Linked DNA regions of Sus scrofa: regions 2, 3, 4 and 5 are each linked to region 1. The links are chromatin contacts, called in public Hi-C and HiChIP or PLAC-seq maps. All regions are on one chromosome and are shown on one strand. Each heading gives the region's core, a stretch centred on a gene start, on an enhancer-like site or on the middle of the called end of the contact. The rest is flanking DNA. Distances are from core to core; before and after follow the strand shown.

Evidence for each region. A called contact is a pair of places that touch in the nucleus more often than the background predicts. HiChIP or PLAC-seq counts read pairs in DNA pulled down with a chosen protein or histone mark.
Region 2: an H3K27ac HiChIP or PLAC-seq map of alveolar macrophages shows a contact between it and region 1. The contact joins two enhancer-like sites. A contact is called at or near these places in 3 of 47 Hi-C or Micro-C datasets (embryonic fibroblasts, heart right ventricle and subcutaneous adipose tissue) and 1 of 2 datasets of contacts at active chromatin or transcription factors (alveolar macrophages).
Region 3: a Hi-C map of liver shows a contact between it and region 1, with 4 times the contacts expected there. The contact joins two enhancer-like sites. A contact is called at or near these places in 1 of 47 Hi-C or Micro-C datasets (liver) and 1 of 2 datasets of contacts at active chromatin or transcription factors (alveolar macrophages).
Region 4: a Hi-C map of embryonic fibroblasts shows a contact between it and region 1, with 1.8 times the contacts expected there. The contact joins two enhancer-like sites. A contact is called at or near these places in 2 of 47 Hi-C or Micro-C datasets (embryonic fibroblasts and liver) and 1 of 2 datasets of contacts at active chromatin or transcription factors (alveolar macrophages).
Region 5: a Hi-C map of retroperitoneal adipose tissue shows a contact between it and region 1, with 1.8 times the contacts expected there. The contact joins two enhancer-like sites. A contact is called at or near these places in 5 of 47 Hi-C or Micro-C datasets (embryonic fibroblasts, omental adipose tissue, retroperitoneal adipose tissue and 1 more) and 1 of 2 datasets of contacts at active chromatin or transcription factors (alveolar macrophages).

The regions. Positions count from the first base shown.
Region 1 is chr9:86,425,528-86,429,725 of Sscrofa11.1, reverse strand. No RefSeq gene overlaps it. Among named protein-coding and RNA genes, the nearest start is that of AHR, 84 kb to the left of the region's middle. Within about 2 kb of position 2,480, at least 10 of the 83 cell types and tissues checked have an H3K27ac peak or open chromatin away from gene starts, as enhancers often do. A contact at or near this core is called in alveolar macrophages, embryonic fibroblasts, liver and 2 more, where this site is marked.
Region 2 is chr9:86,836,759-86,840,956 of Sscrofa11.1, reverse strand. All of the region lies in intron 1 of LOC110255481 (a long non-coding RNA gene), which reads left to right. Among named protein-coding and RNA genes, the nearest start is that of SNX13, 250 kb to the left of the region's middle. Within about 2 kb of position 2,071, at least 18 of the 83 cell types and tissues checked have an H3K27ac peak or open chromatin away from gene starts, as enhancers often do. A contact at or near this core is called in alveolar macrophages and embryonic fibroblasts, where this site is marked.
Region 3 is chr9:86,796,203-86,800,400 of Sscrofa11.1, reverse strand. All of the region lies in intron 1 of LOC110255481 (a long non-coding RNA gene), which reads left to right. Among named protein-coding and RNA genes, the nearest start is that of AHR, 290 kb to the right of the region's middle. Within about 2 kb of position 2,045, at least 12 of the 83 cell types and tissues checked have an H3K27ac peak or open chromatin away from gene starts, as enhancers often do. A contact at or near this core is called in alveolar macrophages and liver, where this site is marked.
Region 4 is chr9:86,779,204-86,783,401 of Sscrofa11.1, reverse strand. The region is part of intron 2 of LOC110255481 (a long non-coding RNA gene); the gene reads left to right. Among named protein-coding and RNA genes, the nearest start is that of AHR, 270 kb to the right of the region's middle. Within about 2 kb of position 2,306, at least 9 of the 83 cell types and tissues checked have an H3K27ac peak or open chromatin away from gene starts, as enhancers often do. A contact at or near this core is called in alveolar macrophages, embryonic fibroblasts and liver, where this site is marked.
Region 5 is chr9:86,748,155-86,752,352 of Sscrofa11.1, reverse strand. The region is part of intron 2 of LOC110255481 (a long non-coding RNA gene); the gene reads left to right. Among named protein-coding and RNA genes, the nearest start is that of AHR, 240 kb to the right of the region's middle. Within about 2 kb of position 1,717, at least 11 of the 83 cell types and tissues checked have an H3K27ac peak or open chromatin away from gene starts, as enhancers often do. A contact at or near this core is called in alveolar macrophages, omental adipose tissue and retroperitoneal adipose tissue, where this site is marked.

The DNA.
Region 1 (4,198 bases), core at 1,231-3,730:
TAATTCAACATTGACACAAGCAGATAGAAGTCCAGGATGAGAGTGATGATGGAATTTACCCACTTGGTTTAAGTTCACTTAAGGTCAATAAAATGTTTGTCTGTGATTCTGTAGAGAATTATTTCCACTGGAGTATATCCCCAGATGCAGCTAGTTTAGACTTTGTACCTATAACTGATGAATCAAAGAACCATAATATACTAGTGTCAGGATATTTGAATACATCTATTCTCTTTTCTTCTTCTGTTCCCTCTCCCTTAAAACAGTGAAGGTTAGGAAAGTGAAACAGCTTGCTAAGGTCATGGTATGGGTTAATACTAACTTGGTATAAGAAACAATTTTAAGGTAAAAATGTGAATTACTTTGGCCCTAAGCAACATAAAGTCATTGTTTGTAGTACCTTGAAAAGGAGAGGCTAAATCAAAGGAAACTGGCTATTTGAGCTTGAAATGCCTTATTTATTTATGCCACCAACTCTCAATTGGAACGCTCTGAAATTAAAGTGCTTTGGTTAAGAGTTTGACCAGAGATACTTTTTGTTTCTAGTCTTCACGCCGAAAAGATTTTTCTTCCAGAGGATAGGGTGCTTTCTGACTTTCAAAAGAAACTATATGTTGTATCTAAACAAATAATTTCCTTATGTCTAAAGCTGGAAGATTTATCTTTTGTGTCCTGAGATGCCACTTTAATATTCTTCCTCCTCTCATTTAATGTACCTTTCCATCCTAGGAACTCAAGGCACGAGGATGCCCTTGGGTCCCCTTTCCAGATGTAATTTTGCCACATGAACCTATGCTCCATCAGTGGTGCCCAAATCTAGCTGCTGAACATTGAAATCAGCTGTGAGCTTATTAACGATCAACTATCTGGACATGTATAAAATGCATGTCCATATGCTTTCCGTGCAATTAAAATTTGTACCCAGCATTTCTCTCACAATTTTAGATTAATCTCTTCCTCTTTACTCCAATAAAAATGCAGCATTTGCCTTAAGTGGCTTTTGAGATTATTTTATTTTACTTCTTAATTTTTAAGGTATCAAGTGGAAACAATAAAATGAATCAATGCTAAGATTTTAAAATATTAATTAAATTTTTCAGTACTTAACCATTCCAGGATAGCTTGCAGTTCATCTTTGAAAGGCAACATTTTAATTATAAGAAACAAATCTCTAAATTCGAGACACCAAAACAGCCAGAACGGTTGATATTTGGAAAAAAAGGTATTATAATCCACAGCCTATTTTTCAGGTGAACACCCATCTTATTGATCCTTGTAGTGATCAGTTTCAATGGTAGTTAATATCCACCAACAGTTTTATGTACTAACTTATCCCAATCCTCATCACGAAAGAGATTAAAATCTAATTTTAAGGATACAGAAACATTTTTCTTTTTTGGCCAACCCCCGGCATATGTAATTCCCAGGCCAGGGATCAAATCCAAGCCACGGCTGTGGCTGTGCCAGATCCCTAACCCATTGTGCTGGGTCAGGGATCAAACCTGTGTCCCAGTGATCCCAAGAGGCTGCCGATCCTACTATGCCACAACAGGAATTCCCAAAATATATTTTTAAATATATAACTTAGAATTGAGGAAGAAAAAGGACATAAAGCAGAGCCAAGAGTGAGAATGAAACCAAAGGCAAAAATATCTAGTGCTATTTCTTAACATCGTTCATTCATTCATTCATTCACAAATAGAAAGTATCCACCAGTGGTCTGTAATGGAAGGCTACCCAATGACAAAATCCTACTGCTTGGTTACTTCAGATGTCTATCCTGATTGACTGAGGCCTGTGACTTCTGTTAATTCAAATTTTGGCTATTACTCCCTAATGGAGTATAACAGAGAGAAAACAAACATGGAAGCTCCCTCACTGGATTCTAGCCTCTCAGGCAGATAGACTTGTATATAAGCAACTACAACAGAGTATGGCAAAATCCGATATATTATATTAAAGAAACAATATATTTAAACAAACAAACAAAAAAACAATAGCGGAGTATCCCTCGTGGCGTAGTGGTTAACGAATGTGACTAGGAACCATGAAGTTGCAGGTTCCATCCCTGGCCTCGCTCAGTGGGTTAAGGCTCCTGTGCTGCTCTGAGCTGTGGTGTAGGTCACAGACGTGGCTTGGATCCCGCGTTGCTGTGGCTCTGGCATAGGCCGGTGGCTACAGCTCCGACTGAACCCCTAGCCTGGGACCCTCTATATGCCGCAAGTGTGGCCCTAGAAAAGACAAAAAGACAAAACAAAAACAATAGCAAGAGCAGCCAACAATGCATGAGTTAAAGGGATAGGCAGACCCCACATCATGAAGTGCTTCACTACATTTCCACAGCAGTCTGAACTCAACACTTACTGCGTTTTAAAGCAAGAGAACACAATCTATAGAGTTACATATTGGAAAGATCACTCTGACTAAAGCACTGAGCATCTCCTGCTGCCCCCACCTGGTCAAAGTCAGGAGTTGAGACCTTGCTCAGAACTCCTCTGTACACTGAGGCCAGTTCTGCAACGTAGGGGTTAATGCTCTTATCTCTGGAGCTAAACTGCCTGGGTGCAAATCCTGACTCAGAATGAGTAGCTGTCTCACCGTGGACAAGAAATGTATGCTTCCTTTACTTTCAATTTTCTTATCTGTAAAACAGGGTTGAGTCTACTTTATAAGTGCTTGTGAGGAATTAAAGATAACAGAAGTAAATACTACAGGTAAAATACACTTGTATTGGTCTAGAACATATGAATACTCGCTGGGTGATCCATATACAATTTTTCTCACTCTTATGACAACACTTCAAGAGAGAGAGGATTACCACTAGCTTGCCATATTTACCATGTCTCATTATGTCTTTTACAACACCAACTTTTAGTTTTATTTTTTTTTTTATGCAGTTCCTCTCTTTTCTTTCTTGTTCTGATGGCATTCAGTAACCAACAACAATTTTAACTTTTGGCTTTCCTTTTTTTTCCCAACAGCATGAATTTGAAAGTTTCAGTTACTAATGTGTGGTTTAGGTTAACTTCCTAGACTAGTTCTCAACATGTTACATCCTAAGAGATGGGGCCTCTCCTTTCAGGAGATTATTAAGTGTTGTTAGCAACTCCTACGTGTCTAAAGCAATAGAAAGAAGATAAGCTCTGTGCAGTCTTCCATGGAGTATTTCAAGCCACAGAAGTAGAAGAAAGTGCTGCTGAATCTACCCATAGAGTGGCCTCCTCTGACCTGAAGTTTTATGCAACTTTTGCAGAAGGGAAGGAACAACATGACCTGGGTGAGCTAAGACCTGCCAAACTCCCAGTGACAATGAAATGAATATTTCAGCAGACAAAATACAGAGGATATTTGTCTATGAAACTTGGAAAACATTTATGGGAAAGGGACTAGTGAAGCGCCCATATTTTCCTGTATATTTCCGAGGGGAAACCAGAGCTGTGCACAGGTGTCAGCTACTGTGTAAAAAGCTTCAATGGAACCAGAGTGTTTAATGTCAATGTGTTGGACATAAAGATGTTTATAGAGATGTTTTATTAGCAGTGTTTGAGAAACAGAAACCATAATTTTCACGATCCACATTTTCCCTGTGGCAAGTAACACATACATAGTCACTAAATACGTAGAGGAAAATACTTAGAACCTTGAGTTGCCCTAAAGTAGTGCAAACCAATTCATGCTGTACATAGGTTGCTCCCACCCAAGGATGAAATCATAGCATCTTAGAAATCTCTTTAAACTCTGCCTCCAGTACAAAACCAGAGCTTTCTCATTCTGTTTTACTTTCTGTGGTTTCCGGTCCACTGTACCCTGTAGGTTTTCACCTCTTTGACTGGCCCTTTTGGTGTGAAACTTCTCTTACCTTGTTTTTGCTATTCCATTTTTCTCCTTGCCATTATTTCTTAGTTCCCTTTTTCCCCCTTTTTTTGTGGAGGAGGGTCAGCTTAACTCAGAATTGAAGATTAGCTTTATTTCTACACAACTGACCATGACGGGATCATAGAAGTATAGCCCAGTTTAGTGCACTGGACAGATTTAGGATCAAAGAAAACCTAAACTTAATTTTGAGTGCCAAGTCATTACTCTTTGACAATCTTTGAGGTCTCTGGAAACCAAGCCTTGGTTCCTGTTGCTGCACAGCAGAGGCCATGTCAGTTTCAACATCCTCTTTTCCCAAATCCATAATAAATGTTTCCTCTGG
Region 2 (4,198 bases), core at 822-3,321, 410 kb before region 1:
CGTGTGGAGGATTATTTTGAGAGGCTGTTTGAAAGTGAGGGTATAGCTACAGTGACATAGAAATGAAGCTAAATAAATAATAAAAATTGGAGAAATGTTACTTTCTAGAAAAATAAAAGTGGTACATTAAGGAAGGACTCACCTTCTTTAATGTATTCACCACTTGGTTTAGCAGCAGTTTATACACTCACAGTAATTTAAAGAAAAATAACAGAGGTGGAAGGAGGTAAGGATAGTAGTTATCTTTCAAAATAAGAACTGAATATATTATACTTAAAATTGATAAATCTAATACCATCATAAGCACAGTTTTTAGAAACACAGAGATAAATACTTGAAAAACAAAAAGCAATAAAAGCACTTGGTTTGGATATTGAGATGAGTTAGAAGTGTAAGGCAAGGGGCAGCAGTTTTTTAATATGCTTTTTTAGACTCTTATAATAGGTCTTTAAAAAAAAAAAACATGTTTCACACAATATCCTATGTTTCTGGGTCAAGTTTTACAGAAAAATCCAGATTTGAAAGTATTGGAATCCAACTCAAGCCTGTGCTGGTCCTGAGAACTGAGGTTACTTTGCAAATGGACTTGTGTCCTTGCCTGCCCTTCCCCTGCCCCCACCCCACCCCTCCCTCTGCATTGGGATTTCTAGTTCTCCCTTTGGTGAATCTCTGTGTTACTGTTTGTTGAGAATGTTTATTCAAAGTTCAACAATTCCATTCAGTTTTTCTCCAATTTCTGTTTCTTATTTTATTTTTATTTTTTATTTTTTGCTTTTTAGGGCCACAGTTGTGGCATATGGAAGTTTCCAGGCTAGGGATTGAAGGGAGATACAGCTGCCAGCATACACCACAGCCACAGCAACATGGCATCCAGGCTGTGTCTGTGACCCACACCACAGCTCATGGCAATGCCAGATCCTTAACCCACTGAGCAAGGCCAGGGATCGAACCTGTATCCTCATGGATTCTAGTCAGGTTCATTAACCACTAAGCCACGAAGGGAACTCCTTTTTTTTCTTTTAATTCAAGTATAATTTTTAAAGAAAATATTTAAAAAATTACACATCGAGTGTGATCCTAATAATACAACATTTTCTTTTTCTCTCTGCCTGTCTCTAAAGCTACCAGAAGTGTCTGGATTGTGTTCAGTAAAGATAGTATAGGCTAATCTGGGAAGCAGGATATGGTTGATTTATTGCCTTCTTTCTATGTGACTTTTTATATTGCTTGACCTCATTTAAACAGAAAACTATTATTTTTGTAAAAAAACAATATGAAAACTTGAAAATAATTTCATCCAATTACCAACTCATTTTGAAACTCTTTGATAACTGAAATGGCATTTTTTTTCCCCCTCTTTACCACTCTGAGTAACTAGTTGCGAGGACTAGGTCCTTATCAAGGTAAACCTTGTGCTTCTCTCCAGGTGTATTTGTATGTACGTAAGCTTTCTGAAGTCAGATACTGTGTGTGTGTGTGTGTGTGTGTGTGTGTGTGTGTGTGTGTGTGTGTGTGTGTGTGTGTGTGTGCTGTGTTCAAAGCTATATCCCTAGTGCCCAGAGCAGTGCCAGGTGCATGGTAGGCCTTAAAAAAATTCTATGAAAGACTAATTGACAAAGAACTTGGGGCACATTTTATAAGATCTAGTATGTTAGCAAAAAGTGTTTATAAGAAGTACAAATTAGGAGTTTGGGATTAACATATATACACTACTATGTGTAAAATAGATAACTGACAAGGATCTACTGTGTAGCACAGGGAATTCTACTCAATATTCTATAATAACCTTTACAGGAAAAGACTCTGAAAAAGAATGGATATATGTATAACTGATTCACTTTGCTGTACACCTGAAATTAACGCAACATTGTGAGTCAACTCTACTCCAATTTTTAAAAAGTACACACGTTACCAGGTATTCATCATGCCCTTTTGAATATTCTCATAATGCCTATTTTTTTTTTTCCTCTAAGATCAGTTTCATAACGCAGCTATCAGTCCCAGAGAACTGGAAGTTTTGGTTGCATAACTGTCCTTAGTTGTTCCTCAATTCAGCATCACTGCTGACCAGTGTAAGATGGGTGTGACGTGCACTGCCTTTTCAAAAGAGCCGTGTTGGGAAGCACTGACTCATAGTGTAGTGAGAAATGGAAATGACGACCCAGATAAAGAATGTCTAAGCCATTGACGAACCTAACAGAGCTGTGGAGGGTGGCATGGGTGTCCTCACATGCCCACTGCCCCGATTGAGCTGCTTGAGCTGAGACATAGAGTCATGCCTAGGGCCTGGCTCTGACTTTGCAGGGTCCCTGCTGCCTGCTCCCTCCTTCCTCTTATTCCTGAGGCTCTCGGGACTCAGTCAGCTTCCCTTTTCTGTGTAAACCTACTCCTGGCTGTGGGTTAAGAAGAACCCTGCTTCCTCCCCCACCCACAGTGTTCTCCTTGTCTCTTTGCTCCTGTAGCATTTTGGATACAAGAAACGGTGCTAGTTCACAGCTTGCATTCCAGGTTTGAAACACTTGGGTTTGAACCCTTTGCCCTCTTATGGGCTTTGATAAGGCACTCAGCACCTCTAGAGCCTGTCTTTGCTCATCTGTAATAGTACCTGCCTACAGTATTATTGTGAGGGACTAAATAAAAATATTGAGGTAAAGCACTTAGCACAGTAGTCACTTTTTTCTAAGCAACTTGAGCATAAAGGTTGCTCAATAAATCTTTGATTAATGAGTAATTGCATATAAGTAGGTGTACATATTATAATATCATCTATAGCTATGTATAATATAGAATGAGGTAAAAATGGTGTTTTGAAACTCTAATTTGCTTATGACTGTGGATAACATTATTAGAATAATTATGTATAGCATTATTAAAACTCTGGGTTAATTACATTGGAGATTTTTCCTCACTATAATTGGAATTACCAAGTTTAATTATTCTTGGCTTCAAGAAACTTAAGTCTTCAGGACAGTAACAAATCACCAAGAAAGGAGACTGGGCGCTAGAAATGTAATTCTCTGGGCCAGTTTTGGATTAAGCTGAAGGGAGAGGATGGAGAAGATTTGAGACCGCTTGATCCCTTGGCGGCGGGAAGGTGCTGTGGGTCACTCCTTGCTGAAACCTCTCTTTCATGATGCCCAACTTCTCCCAGGGACAGATTTTTCACAGTAGGCAACCTGCTGGGTGAATACACTCACACACACTGAAAGTCAAGAAGGTAGGGTGGAAGAACCAACTTCTGGGGGAGGAAAAGTTGGCTACTGAAATTATGGGTTTTAACTGATGCTGTATTCAAGTGGATGTGTCCAGAAGACTTAGGAGATAAAAATGTTATGAAGGAGGAGATGTGGCTGACAACACTGAATGCTATGAGATATCACGGAGCCTGAGGACTGAGATAAGCTATCTGAAGTCTTTTAAAGCTGTTTAATTTCTTTTTGGATATCTGTTCATCTTGAGGGTGCTTGTCACACTGTTTTGTTGGCAAAGAGAATCACAAAGTCTAGTTAAGATAAAGCTGGTTTTGATTCTACAGATAAAACTGAGGATATTTTATTAGAGAGATCTGTGATACAGGTCAACCTCATTTTATGGTGCTTCGATTTATTGTGCATTACAGATATTGTAATATTTACAAATTAAATGTTTGTGGCAATTCTGTGATAAGTTCATTGATGCCATTTTCCCAAGAGCATTTTCACACTTTGTGTCTCTGTGTCACATTTGGTAATGTTTGTGATATTTCAAGCATTTTCACTATAATTTTACTTGTTATGGTGATCTGTGGTCAGTGATCTGTGATACTACGGTTGTTACTGTTTTATGGTGGCTTGGAGCATGCTCTTAAAAGATGGCAAACTTGGGAGTTCCTGTCATGACTTGGTGATTAACCATCCTGACTGGTATTCATGAGGATGTGGGTTTGATCTCTGGCCTCACTCAGTGGGTTAAGGATCTGGCATTGCTGTGAGCTGTGGTATAGTTCGCAGATGTGGCTTGGATCCTGAGTTGCTCTTGCTGTGGTGTAGGCCAGCAGCTGCAGCTCTGTTTCAATCTCTAGCCTGGGAATTTACATATGCTGTGGGTGCAGCCCTAAAAAGACAAAAAATAAAAAAATAAAGAAGATGACAAACTTAATCTATTGTTGAAATGACAACACAGAACATTTAGAATATTTTCATAAACAGCTGATAAACAA
Region 3 (4,198 bases), core at 796-3,295, 370 kb before region 1:
ATTCTAAATTAATGAATTCTAAAATAATTGTAAATTATAAAGTCTAAATTAATGTAAATTAATGTATAACTATATGCAATATAATCTAACAAATGCATTAAGGATGTAATTTTCACTGGAATTTGCTGCAGTCATCATTATTTATCACTCTTCAGTTTTATCCTCATTACTCTGTTGAAAAGAGAACACTCTTTTTCTTACTAAACCAGGAAGACTCCTGTGACACTTTTCACCCAGAATCTTCAGGGTAGAGGGAGGACTTGCAGCTGTAGTAGAGGCCAGGCCTGGGCCACACCTCAGTCCTTCCCACTTGGACTTCTGGGCCAGCCTCTGAGTTTCCTGCCCCTCCTCCCCTTGTTTCCAATTAGCCTACAAGCTGCTGCCAGAATTTTCCTTCTAAATTACAACTCTGATTATGTAATTCCACAGAGCATAAATTTTCATGACTCCACACTGACTATTAAATTAGACAAATGTATCCAAGTGACACTTGGAATTCTCTGAAATATGATTAAACACTTTTAAAACATCTGCTAAGACCTTTCAGGTTTTTTATGCTTTGTCACATTCGATAACTTGCTCCTCCCCGGATATGACCTGCTTCCTTTCTTCGGAAAACCATTTTTTTTCTCACAGTTCTTCCTGTTGAATTTCTTTATATTATGTAAGGTCTGTGTAAAAAGCCCCTGCCTCCAAGAAGCCTGTCACTTCCTCCCAACAGTTCTTTGTGTAATTGATCGAGACCTGCCCTTGGGTGTGGGTTGGTGTGAGCCTTTCAGAGGCAGGCCCGGTGCCCGTCATCATTGTCTTCTACTCTTCAGAGAACCCCAGCACTGATCAGTTAGACAGACCTCCTCCGGGAATATTTCTTGAACTGCAAATTGAGTTTCAATGCTCTCCCCAGCTTTTCTTCACTTAGGTTGTTGCTGGATCCAGCTCAGGCCACTTGTACACATTCTTCTCCAACAAGTCCAGCCAGTGGCTTCCCTCCTTTACATGGTAGCACCTTTAAAAATAAACTATTTTCCCATTGTTTGACATCACAGTGTTGTATTTTTTTTTTCTTTCTTTCTTTTTTTTTTTTTGTGGTCTTTTTGGCATTTCTTGGGCAGCTCTCTCAGCATATGGAGGTTCCCAGGCTAGGGGTCGAATCGGAGCTGTAGCCACCGGCCTAGGCCAGAGCCACAGCAACGCGGGATCCGAGCTGCGTCTGCAACCTGCACCACAGCTCATGGCAACGCTGGATCCTTAACCCACTGAGCGAGGCCAGGGATCGAACTTGCAACCTCATGGTTCCTAGTCGGATTCGTTAACCACTGCGCCTCGACGGGAACTCCCTAAAGTGTTGTATTTTGTTCCTCTTGCTTATTTTCTCTTGGGCTGACTCCCCAAATTGCATTCTAAATTTTTTTAAAAACATAGACTTGGAGTTCACTTGTGGCTCAGTGGGTTAAGGATCCAGTGTTGTCACTGCTCTGGCTCTGGTTACAGCTCTGGAATGGGTTTGATCCCTGGCCGGGGAACTTTTGTATGCCACAGGTGTGGCAAAATAAAAGGGTCAACCTGATCTGACCCCATCAAAGAAAAAAAGAAAAAAAAAACCCAACCACAGACTAGGTTGAAGGTATAGCACCTTTCAAGATACCTGGAGAGTGCCCTGTTATAAAAGATGGTCAATTGCTAGTTACTGATTAACTAATCCTAACAGTAGGAGAAATGGCCTGTAAGCAAGAGGTCAATTTTTGTCATGTGCTATGGTTGGGCTTCCCAGAAAGTACAGATGCTGTAGACCTTTGGCAAACACACACACACACACACACACACACACACACACACACAAAAACCACTAGTGACCTTAAGACGAGAATCTAGCTTTGGTTAATTTATAATAAATCATTATTGAGAAAATCATATTTATTTTTGGAAAGGTTCAGGATGCACTTAGACTATTTAATTGAAACTGAAATGGGTTAGAATTGTCCCAGCTAGTTCGTCAGAGGTTACTCAGTGAAACAGTGGAAAGCCCTCAGCTTTATCTTGACAGAAAGTTTGCGTTGGTGGATTAATCCTTCCCTGGGGAATGACGCATACAATTTGGGGAGCTGCCATCAGTTGAATGGTGATGGCTGGTAGTTATAATTGTAGGTGCATATCCATATCTTTGGGTATGTAACATATTATATTAGACACATTCCTAGACCCCACCCATCCTTGCAGTTTCTGATTCATATGGTTTGAATTGGGAATCAAGTATGTGTTTTTTGGAAAAGTTACAAGCTGATTCTGATGTCCATCTAAAGTTTAAAAGCCTTTGTTTTGCATTTTGGGATATCTTGGTGCCCAAATAGAAGTTTTCTTCAGGTAAGGATAACTGGAAGTAAAGACAGAGAGCAAAAAGCACTTGACTTTGCCATGTGTACATAATTATCTGTGAAAAAAGTCATAGGTGTATTAATAAGCTTCTTTGTCTTGTTATAACACAAAGAAACACACACTCCTCACTAGAGAACTCAGAGTGTATTTTGCAAGGAATAACTGATACAAGCTCTGAGTGTTTAAGAACATACTTTCCTTTTATCCTAAAGGAAGGTTTTTAGTATTCTCTCAGTTATGCTAGATTTTTGTGACCAGGCTCCGTTCCAGCTGTCCCTCTCTTCTATTCAGAAGGAAAGGTGTACTTTTTCTGTCTGGAATATTCCCTGTTGCTCTGCATTTGTTAATACCCTTAATCACTCTCTCCTTTGTGGTCTTTGGATCCCTGGACAGCTGGCTGGGTTCTAAGCCCTTGGTTTCACTCTCTCCCCTCAGGCTCTGAATTTCTTTCTAAAAAGTGTTAGTTTTGGACCTATACTTGTTACTAATTCTTTCCTTCAGAGCTCTGCTGTTTATTTAATTCACTGTCATCTTAAATGGGGACACACTTAAATCTGAACACTTCATAATCATCAAAGATGTTTTTAAACAGGATTATAGAGATGATGTGTGGCTGTTATTAGTAGGTATTGTGCTTAAAAATTTATCAGAAATCACAAGCATTAATCTGGAGGGAGGTTTAGCCTTAAGCATCCTCCACACCTTTGCCTTCTTTATAAAAGTCTTTCAACAAAGCCCTTCTGGTACTTATGTTCACTTTAGTGGGGCTTATTGAGTAGAGTTTTATTCGAGAAAGGCGTTCTACCAAGAATTAAATTTTATGAACATTGACTGAGTAGCTCTCGTGCCAGCCATTGTGGAAGACTTAATGGAATTCTCAAAACAGCCTCGTGAATAGATGTCATCCATGGATGTTCTATGAGAAAATTGAAGCTGAGGGAGTTATGCAATATGCCCAAGACCAGTGTAACCACTTGGTGAGCATTGTGTCTCTCACTTACTACAGCTAAGTCAGCATCTGCTTGGCCCACTAGCCCATGGCCCTAAGCCTTAAATCAGAGAAATTGTAAAGGAGCCAGACTTAGAGCGTCTGTTCTTAGTGTTCCCTCATTCTACCTGGAGAATGCACATTGACGCGGCATTTGGTGAACATGGTGTTTACTTTCCGTGGAAATGACCTGCCTATGGAAAAAAATGGGTACTATCCTGCAAATCTAACCGGTTTATTTAGGAATCTCAGTTCATTTAAGGAGTTAACACGAACTTTTTTCCTCCCCTACAATTCTGCCTTTGTCTTTGTTGATTAGAAGACTTCTCTGACTTGAGTCAACATCTTGAGTGAATTCTATACATTTCTGGTCAATTTCAACTACTGTAACTGAGCCCAAGCTGAGTTTTCAAGCTCCTATCTCATCCAAAGTTCAATTGTTCTTACTCCATCTTTCAGTCCTGGGTACCTCCAGGGTCTTGTGATGGAAGGAGGAAGAGGGAAGGCCTGCATCTCTTTATTCATCTGGCCCTGGTTAGTTTTCTCCTAGTTAGCTGTTGCTGTGTCTGCACTGGTCTTTGGTGCCTCTGTGGAAAAACTTCCAACCTTGTCCCAGGGCACAGGCTTGTGGTCTCCTCACTCCCCTTCTCTCTGATGTCGAAATCCCATATTTCCCAGCCTCTGAAATCCCCACCACCAACAGCCATTGCCTCCTGCTGCCACAATCCGGCCTTTGGCCAGCACTTGGAAAACAGCTTTCTTGGGTAAGCTTCCATGAAACGCAGCTGGAGCACAGCTAATTTGTGCACGGTCCGCTTGGCCCTTTGGAACTCAGGT
Region 4 (4,198 bases), core at 1,057-3,556, 350 kb before region 1:
ATCTTCTCTTTTCCTTCTTTTTCCCTCTATCAAAATATATTTCCAGGAAGAAACTGATGCCAGTCATTTATGCATAAGTGAGACTGTCATTTTTTTCATTTCTGAATAGAATAGTCTGTAGAAGTAGACTTCTGATAATAGTAATAATAATAGAGTTATGCTTACTGTGTACTTTACTATGAAACTTACTGGTTAGGTGGCTGATGCTCTTTATAGAAATGTAATATCAGAGAATTCACTCCATGAAGGCAGTTTTCTACCTTGCATGCAAGGAAGACCTACCCTAGTCACACTCAGTGATGTGCTTGTGTGCAGGCAGTGTTAATAGCCATCTCAGGGCGACCTATGTTCAGAGTGCTGTCCCAGTGGATTCAGGGTGAGAGTAATCATGAAAGTCAGGAAAGACAAAATGCAGGTTCTGGGAAATAAATTAGGCTGGACTTCTATGTAAATTGTTACAAAGAAGCAACAATAATTAGGAGAATGGAAAATATGACCGTCAGCCTTTTGGTGCCCTGGTAGGTATACAACAACATAGCCTACTCCAGGCTGGAGGATGTGAGAAAATCTGAGAGAGGCTTGAACTGTCTTTTGAAATATTTCTCAGAATTCCTTTTGTGGCTCAGCAGTAATGAAATTGGCTGGTATCCACAAGGACTTGGGTTCAATCCCTGGTCTTCCTCAGTGGGTTAAGGAGCCTGAGTTGCTGTGGCTGTGGTCTAGACTGGCAGCTATAGCTCTGATTTGACCCATAGCCTGGGAACTTCCATATCCTGTAGGTTGGCCCTAAAAAGGCAAAAAAAAAAAAAAAAAAAAAAAGGAAAACATTTCTCAAAGACACTCCTGCCGGGGCCCTTGTCAGAAGTGCCTTATGTCTATTATTCTGGAGACATGAAACCCTTTATTTAAGGATCTGCAGAGAGAAGGAAGGACTCTGTTCTCTCCTCTTCTGGAGGGCACACTTCATTTACAAAAGGAGATTTAGACTACAGAATCACATACAACTTGGCATAGGAAACTGAAAGCAAATATTTGTTCTACAAAGATGGCTTAGCAGTGTTAAGGTAGTGAGACTCACCTTATTCAGCCTTAAAAGAAGTTTATTGAGTTGTTGATGGAATGACATTATCTGTGATTAACAAATGTTAAGAAATACCTGTCAGATTTCTGGTAAATATTTAACAGCACGTATGGATCAGACAAAAGAAATAGAGTAAAATCTACCCCTCCCCCTAAAAAAAGTGATCTTTTTCTTTTGGTTCAAAGTCAGTTTTAAGATGTTATTCAAAATAGGCTATTTTGTTCTAAGGAATTGGCCTCTTTGTTACTGTATATCCTTTAAGTTTCTGGGTCAGCACTATGGCAAAAGTGACAGCCTCTAAGGATGCTCAAGGTAAGTTTGCAGCCTTTTGTTGATTCACATAAGGAAATATAATACTCAGTTTTTTTTATTGAGAATACTCTAAATAATGCCTTAATCCTGATTTTGACCACGGAAAATAAAAGTCTTTTTGCTTCTTTGCTTTTCTCTTTCTATGGTCTTTGTGTGTGTGGGTGGTGTGTAGGGGTGTGTGTGTGTGAATGAATGTATTTTAAAAGGATATATCTGCCACGTACTGAGATCCTGAACACCTAGACAAAGTTTTCCTGACCACAGGACTATGTTGTGTTGAAACTTCTTTTGGTGCTGGTTCTACCTGATTAGTTTCAGCTCTTTTATAGCCTGGGGGTTGTGATAGTTGATGTCACAGGAATTGAGAATATTGGCATTTGACTTCAAAGAAGAGATCAAAGAGCATATCTAGAGGAGTTCCAAGTGTGTTCTGTAACTGCCAGTAAAGACTGTCAAACATTCATGATGCATTAACTCTGTCTACACCACATAAAATGGAGATTTGCCCTTGTTTAGTCATTCATCTGTTATCTACCTACACTGATAGAACAATCAATTAGAATGATTAGCTAATTGACAGATCGCCACTCTGCCTTTTGTTTTATAGGCAGTCCTAGTAAAAAAAAATTTTCCAAATGCATGGTTCTATCCTTGTGCACAATTCTTGGGATGACTTGGAGCCAGTCTAAACATTGCCTAGGAATTGTTTATCATGGCTGATTTAATAGTCCTCCTGTATACTATTAATTTCTGTTTAGGAATCTCCAACAAAGCAAACATTTACACAAAAAGGGTGATTCCCTTCTATCTGTAGGGATGGGTCATGCCCGTTGCACCAAAATAGAAATGACTGTGTCCAGGTCCTCAAGACTTGAGTAACATTTCATGACTGTGCAAATTGAGCCAAGAGGAAGGAAGATGTGAGGTCTCTGTGGCTATGCAGTTTATACTTATCCCCCAACCCCGTTTACCAGCTATTAGTAGAAAGATATATTTGGTGGATTTAAAAACATAGAGATTAGGGCAAGGCAAAGGAAGAGGAAGAATGTTGGAATAAAGGAAAGTTTCCTAGAATTGCCAAGTGTTCACTCCCCAGAAGTCCTTCTCCGTTGCTTCTTGCTCATGGAAATCTTTTCACTTACCTTGTCAAGGCCTTGACGATATCTGGGAGGTATTAAGCAATCTAGAAAGTTTATTCCTCAACTTTGATTCATATTCACTGATAAAAGAGCAGATAAGTAAAAGCTATTTTCCTTCTCTCCCCAAAGTTCAGGATGTGTAATGCCTAATGGCTCATTCCCTACTTAGAGCAAACACATTCGTCAAATTTGATGCACTGACTCATTAATCACATACGAGGGACAAATGTGTTCTGTTAGGAAAAGTTAAGACTTCCTTTTGGCACATAATTTAGCTATCTGAATTGGATAAGCAACATCTTTTGAAAGTTCAAATGCTGAATTTGGAAAGTAAATTGAAAGATATAGGCAATAAGTGATCTCTTTATCGCTCATGGTTATCACTGGATTCAGGACAAGAAGGCTTGTGCATTTGGAGCTTCTCTCTGAAATAAATGCCTTCCCTTAGGGCTTCTCACCCAATGAATTTAAAATTGAGTTTGAGGTAAGTTATGGTGGCTCTGGTTGTTTCAATGAAGCGAAGGACAAGAATCTGCCTCACAGGGACTCCTGGTCCAGTGTGAGGAGTGTCCTTGCTGCATGGAATTGAACTTGAACTTTTAACACTTCAGAGACCGTACAGTCTAACCATTGGAACTAAAGCATAAGAGCTGGGATGAATGTACTGCATATGATCTGTAATCATGTTACGTGTAACTGTGAGTCAGTAATGCTAAAAATACTGTTTTATAACTAAAATATTTGAGATCTGAAGAAAGAACAGACTAATAGCTGAATCATTCCACTAAAGGAAAGCTCCAAAGAAGTTACCCCATCAAGACAACAGACAAGAAAAATAAAACATCTGGTACTTTTCAACTAATAATGAAATAAATCTAAAATCTTCTTCCTGTCTGAAATCCAGAGAATCCTTTAACTCGTGAGGACATTATATTAATCTACTTAATTTTTTTGTGGAAATTTTAGATTTTAGCTGTTGTTATAGATATCTTTTGATATCTTCATAAAAGTCTTCCAAACAGAGCTCTTTCTAATTCTTTTTATTATTTTTATTAAAGTGTAATTGATTTACAATGTTGTGCCAATTTCTACAGTACAGTAAAGTGACCCAGTCTCATTTACACACACACACACACACAGACACAAACACACATATATACATACATATTCTTTTTCTCATATTATCTTCCATCATGGTCTATCCCAAGAAACTGTATATATAGTTCTCTGCGCTATACATCAGGACCTCGTTGCTTATAAATGTCAAAGCCACACCCAGCATTCTCCTGCCTTCTTAGAGGTGCTTAGTTCTTGCTTACCCCTCACTTTTCCTACAGGATGTGGCTGACATTTGAAGGCTGAAGCCCAAGGAAACTAGACCTTGGTTAGGAGCAGCTAAACTATGTGAGCTAATCTGTATGGTACCAGTCCATACTTGCCAGGGATGTGAAACAAGGACTTAAGGATTGCGGTAATATGTTTGGTGAAGCCTATTGAATCTGCAAATCATTTAATAATGTGTTGTGTCTTTTTTTTTTTTTAATGTGAACCTCTACTATATGACAAAAAAAATTCTATGCTATCTCTTAGAGGTCTTGGCCACACACATTATAATATATCCTATCTTTCCTCCATAACCTGTGCTATCAATAGCATGGTCTGATGG
Region 5 (4,198 bases), core at 468-2,967, 320 kb before region 1:
GTATATGGAATTTGGATCTAATCCCAGTCCAAAGTGTTTTGCTCCAGATCAAATGAATATATAAATTTGAATGTGTTCAAATGTACTCATTGGCCTGTTATAAAAAAAAGAACAAATATTTCAAATTCTTAAAGCCATTCTCTTAGTTTTGTTTTTTGAGCAATTTATGGTAGAATACAGCATAAATGTTTCCTTGGACATGTCAAATCTCACTCTATATAATAAGGTACCTGGTGAAATGGATTTATGTATTTATTTATTAATTATCCATTTAGCGCTATATTTGCTATTTTTAGGGGGTGGAGCATGATAGAAGGTGTTGGTCACAGGCAATTTCATTATTGGGAAGTGAAAATGTCAGAGGCCAAACCATCTTGGGTTGGAAACAATCACCAGGATTGACACTTTTATTTATACAAGTGTAGCCAGGCATCCACCACCAACATGAGATGTAAAATAAAACTGAGAAGTCATCTTCCATCTGAATGCAGGTACTGGGCCCTGGTATGTTATGTTTTTAGGTTAGTAATATGAATGGAGGGGAAGGCAATTAGATTATGACTTTAATAGGGAGAAGAAATGATATTCTGAAAAGGAGATTATATTAGATTGTAATGGATAGAAGGTTATTTAAAATGCATTAAGCAATACTTTGGAGAATATACTGTACCACTTTGGGCAAGTTCCTCCACTTAATCTTCTAGTTCTGCAGCTGTATCTATCCATAATAATTAATCAATTTCCTAAATTATTTTTCCAAATCTATTGCCCTAGTAACATCTCCACTTTTTATATGACTTCCCCTGCCCCCACCCCAAACCCCCATTTCTTGTGTTTAATATTTTCCCTGTCTCTTTCAAGATATTTCATATGTCTAGAGTTCCCATCATGGCTCAGTGGTTAATGGCCTCAACTAGTATCCATGAAGACGTGGGTTTGATTAATGCCTTCCTCAGGGGGTTAAGGATCCAGCATTGCAGTGAGCTATGGGATAGGCTGGCAGCTATAGCTCTGACTGGACTCCCAGCCAGGAACCTTTTTAGAGTGGGCGTGGCCCTAAAAAGACAAAAGAAAAATATATTTCATATGTTTACTTTCAAATCTTGTTTTTGGTTGGTTAATTCTGGTTTAGTAAACACTATACATAATTTTTCCGTTAATTATTATGCTCCTAGGATGCTCAGTGTTGCTCTTGCCTTTGAATTCATATTTCCCAGAGCATGCTAGCAACCTTAAATGGTAATGTGTGAGGAGATCCTCTTGATAAGCTTAGTTGGATGGATGGTTGTTGCTGAATTTTCCCCCCAGGAGAGCTTTTTAAGAAGGCTGGGGCTGGGGAGAAGGACAAAGTGGGAAAATTGGAGGAAGAAATGCTCAGAGGTAAACAAATTTTCTTAATTCATGTTGTTAACACTAAACCTCTCAGATCATCCAGAGCTGTGTCCTAAATCATATTCTGCCACCTCCAGTGGGCACTGGCTGGCTCCTGATTTCCCACTCCATGGTGGTGATGGCAAGGGCAATGATCTGCCCAGAGAGGGAAAAGGACACACAGAAATCCTTCTTCACCCCATCCCTGTGTCCTTGAATCTTGAGCATTGTCTGAGTTCTAGTGGAAGAAGCTGGGAAGGTGGGAGATTGCTGGAGACAGGAGAGTGACAGCTGGTGGATGACTCAGAGGTGTGATTGGACCTTGTGTGTACAAGGGACAAGGAAGTGGATATTTGCGCAACACATATCACTACTTCCTGGTCTTTACTATCAGTAAATTGGTTCCTGAAAACACTTCCTCCCCTCTTCCTCTGTTTCATTACTCTTACCTGAACAGCATAATTCATCCTGCATGGGATGAAAAAATAATTCCAGAACCTTTTCCTTGGACCCTTATCTTCATTGTCCTATGGTTCTCAGGAGGTTATAGGATTGCTAGTGGGTCTTTTGTTTAATTTTATGCTGATGAGTAATTCATTTTATCTTTTAGGCAGCTGATGTGGCAGTTGTATCAACAGGCGTTTATTAAAAAAAATACCAAGTATCTGTAAATCCTTTTGGTAAATATTTGTGAAGTTTCAAAATCCTCACGTCTGATCAGTGTAAATCAGTCTGCAAGACAGTCTCCTACGAAAGCCATTTGGAGACATAAAGCACATTCTGGCCATGGGAACTTCCTCCTGGGGGTGAGGGGTAGGGAATTCAGAAGAGCCTTCAGCAAAGATAAATTAGCTTTCACAGAAGGGGGACACTTTCAGACAATGCCACGAAACTTTATTCAGATCAGGAAATAAAAGCCTCACTTTGGGGAGTGGGAAAGTTGGGGGATCAAAAATCTGGTTTACGTCTGGCTAAATAAAAGTCTGGAAGAGAAGTTTGCCCTTGTATTCTCATAGAACAGAGGCAACATTCTATATAAAGTATTATTATGAGGGAGAGAAATTTAAATGGTTATACAAATTCAAATCTATAAATAAAATAATTCTGCTTTAGAATAACTCTAATATCCATGACATTTTCCTGAATTTGAAACAAGGACAAAAATATCCTTCTTTTTCACTCGAGCCCTCCCTAAAACCAGCTGACTGATTAGCTGAAAAAGAAAAGACGGTAGTAGGAAATAAAATCCCAACTGAGCCAACTCCATGGGCTGGGCTCTAGTATAAAATTAGGAAGAGCTTAGTTTTTCTCCTATCATATTTGAAAATTTCATTATCAAATATTCCTTTCTTACTCACATGTAGGAGATAATTTCTATCCATTTTCAGTTTCATTTTTAAGGTAGTAAAATACAGTCTAAATTGAACTTCTTGTTTTCAGTTTAAAGGTTTTCCCTTTCTCTTGGTCCTGACTCAGAACTTTGGGAAAGGAAGTCGTGTTCCCCTTTTGTTTTTTACTTCATATCTTCCTGAATTGCCATCCTTTGCCTCAGGGTTGGATGGGACATGGGAGTAATATATAAAGGCAGAAAAGTCTTATTTACTTAGCTGGTGCTGTTAGAAGATCTTACTTGGCTCTCAAGTGCTCTCTGGCATGGCAGGATTGTGGGCTTTTCAGTGTAGACATTTTGCCCCTCCCTCATCTTGGACACTGCACAGGATCTTACTGTAGGAGATGTTCTCTCTGGCTAACCCATTTCATCTGCTCTCTTTGCCTGTACCCACCACTCCACAGCTTCACTTGAACTGGGGTCAATCAGATGTGGCAAGTAAAATGTCATCTTGGGTAAAATCTCTTTCAAGGTTACCCAACCTCGTGGGCTTCTACAGTCTTCCAGCTCTTGTAAGTCAGGCCATCTGCAAGAAGCTGATCATCCTTTCCACTGGTAGTATCTTGGGCCAGGAGCACACATTTCTACCACTCAGGAAGCATGAGGGCAGCAAGGCTATACATATGAGACCTCAGTAGTCTCCCTTATATACTTAAATTGCATAAAATGCATAACTTATGTGAGTGAAACAGGCATAAACAAGCCAATTGGAGATGAATGATGAAAATTAGTTTTGGAGACAATAGATGTGTTTTAAGACTCAGGTGAATCTGGAATAAGGTCTCCCTTCTATGTGGTAGTATGCTGAAGCCATTAGCCATCAGTCTGAACCCACACAGGAATTCCTGATTGGGGGAATGAGAATGTTTTAATTTCAGAGTTGAGTATGTTTTTCTCTGAAGGTGCCTGTAGATGTCACTACAGTAAACGACTCTTATCCTTGAGTTGATGGTGAGGCAAAAAGCCCATAAAAAAAGTAAAGGAAAACATGGTATTTTGTAAGTCCATCTATGTTGTTACAGTAAGATTGTGAGCAACGCCACAGTTCACAGTTTTGCAAATCATCTTTTTTTTTATTTACAGCTGTGATTTATTCTAAATGATGAAAGTATGCTTAGTAAGAGTCTTCAGTTTAGAGAAGGGAGGGAAAGTCTGTCTGTTCTCTCTTTTTCAGTAGACACCTCTCTTTCAGGGCAGGAGGCACAGATATTCTCCTTTATCCTTAGAGACATCATCCTCAAGCTAAGAATATTGATGCCTCATGAAAGGCATTATGATAGGTGGTAGGCATTGAGTGTAAAGAAGAATGAAGGTGGAGAAAGCACTTAAAAACATTCTTGGGGCAGCATTCAATTCTAAAAGCTTTTAAATGGGTTTTCCTCACTGTTCTGGTTTTAGAAACATATGTATACTAAATAAATTTTATATTAAAACATA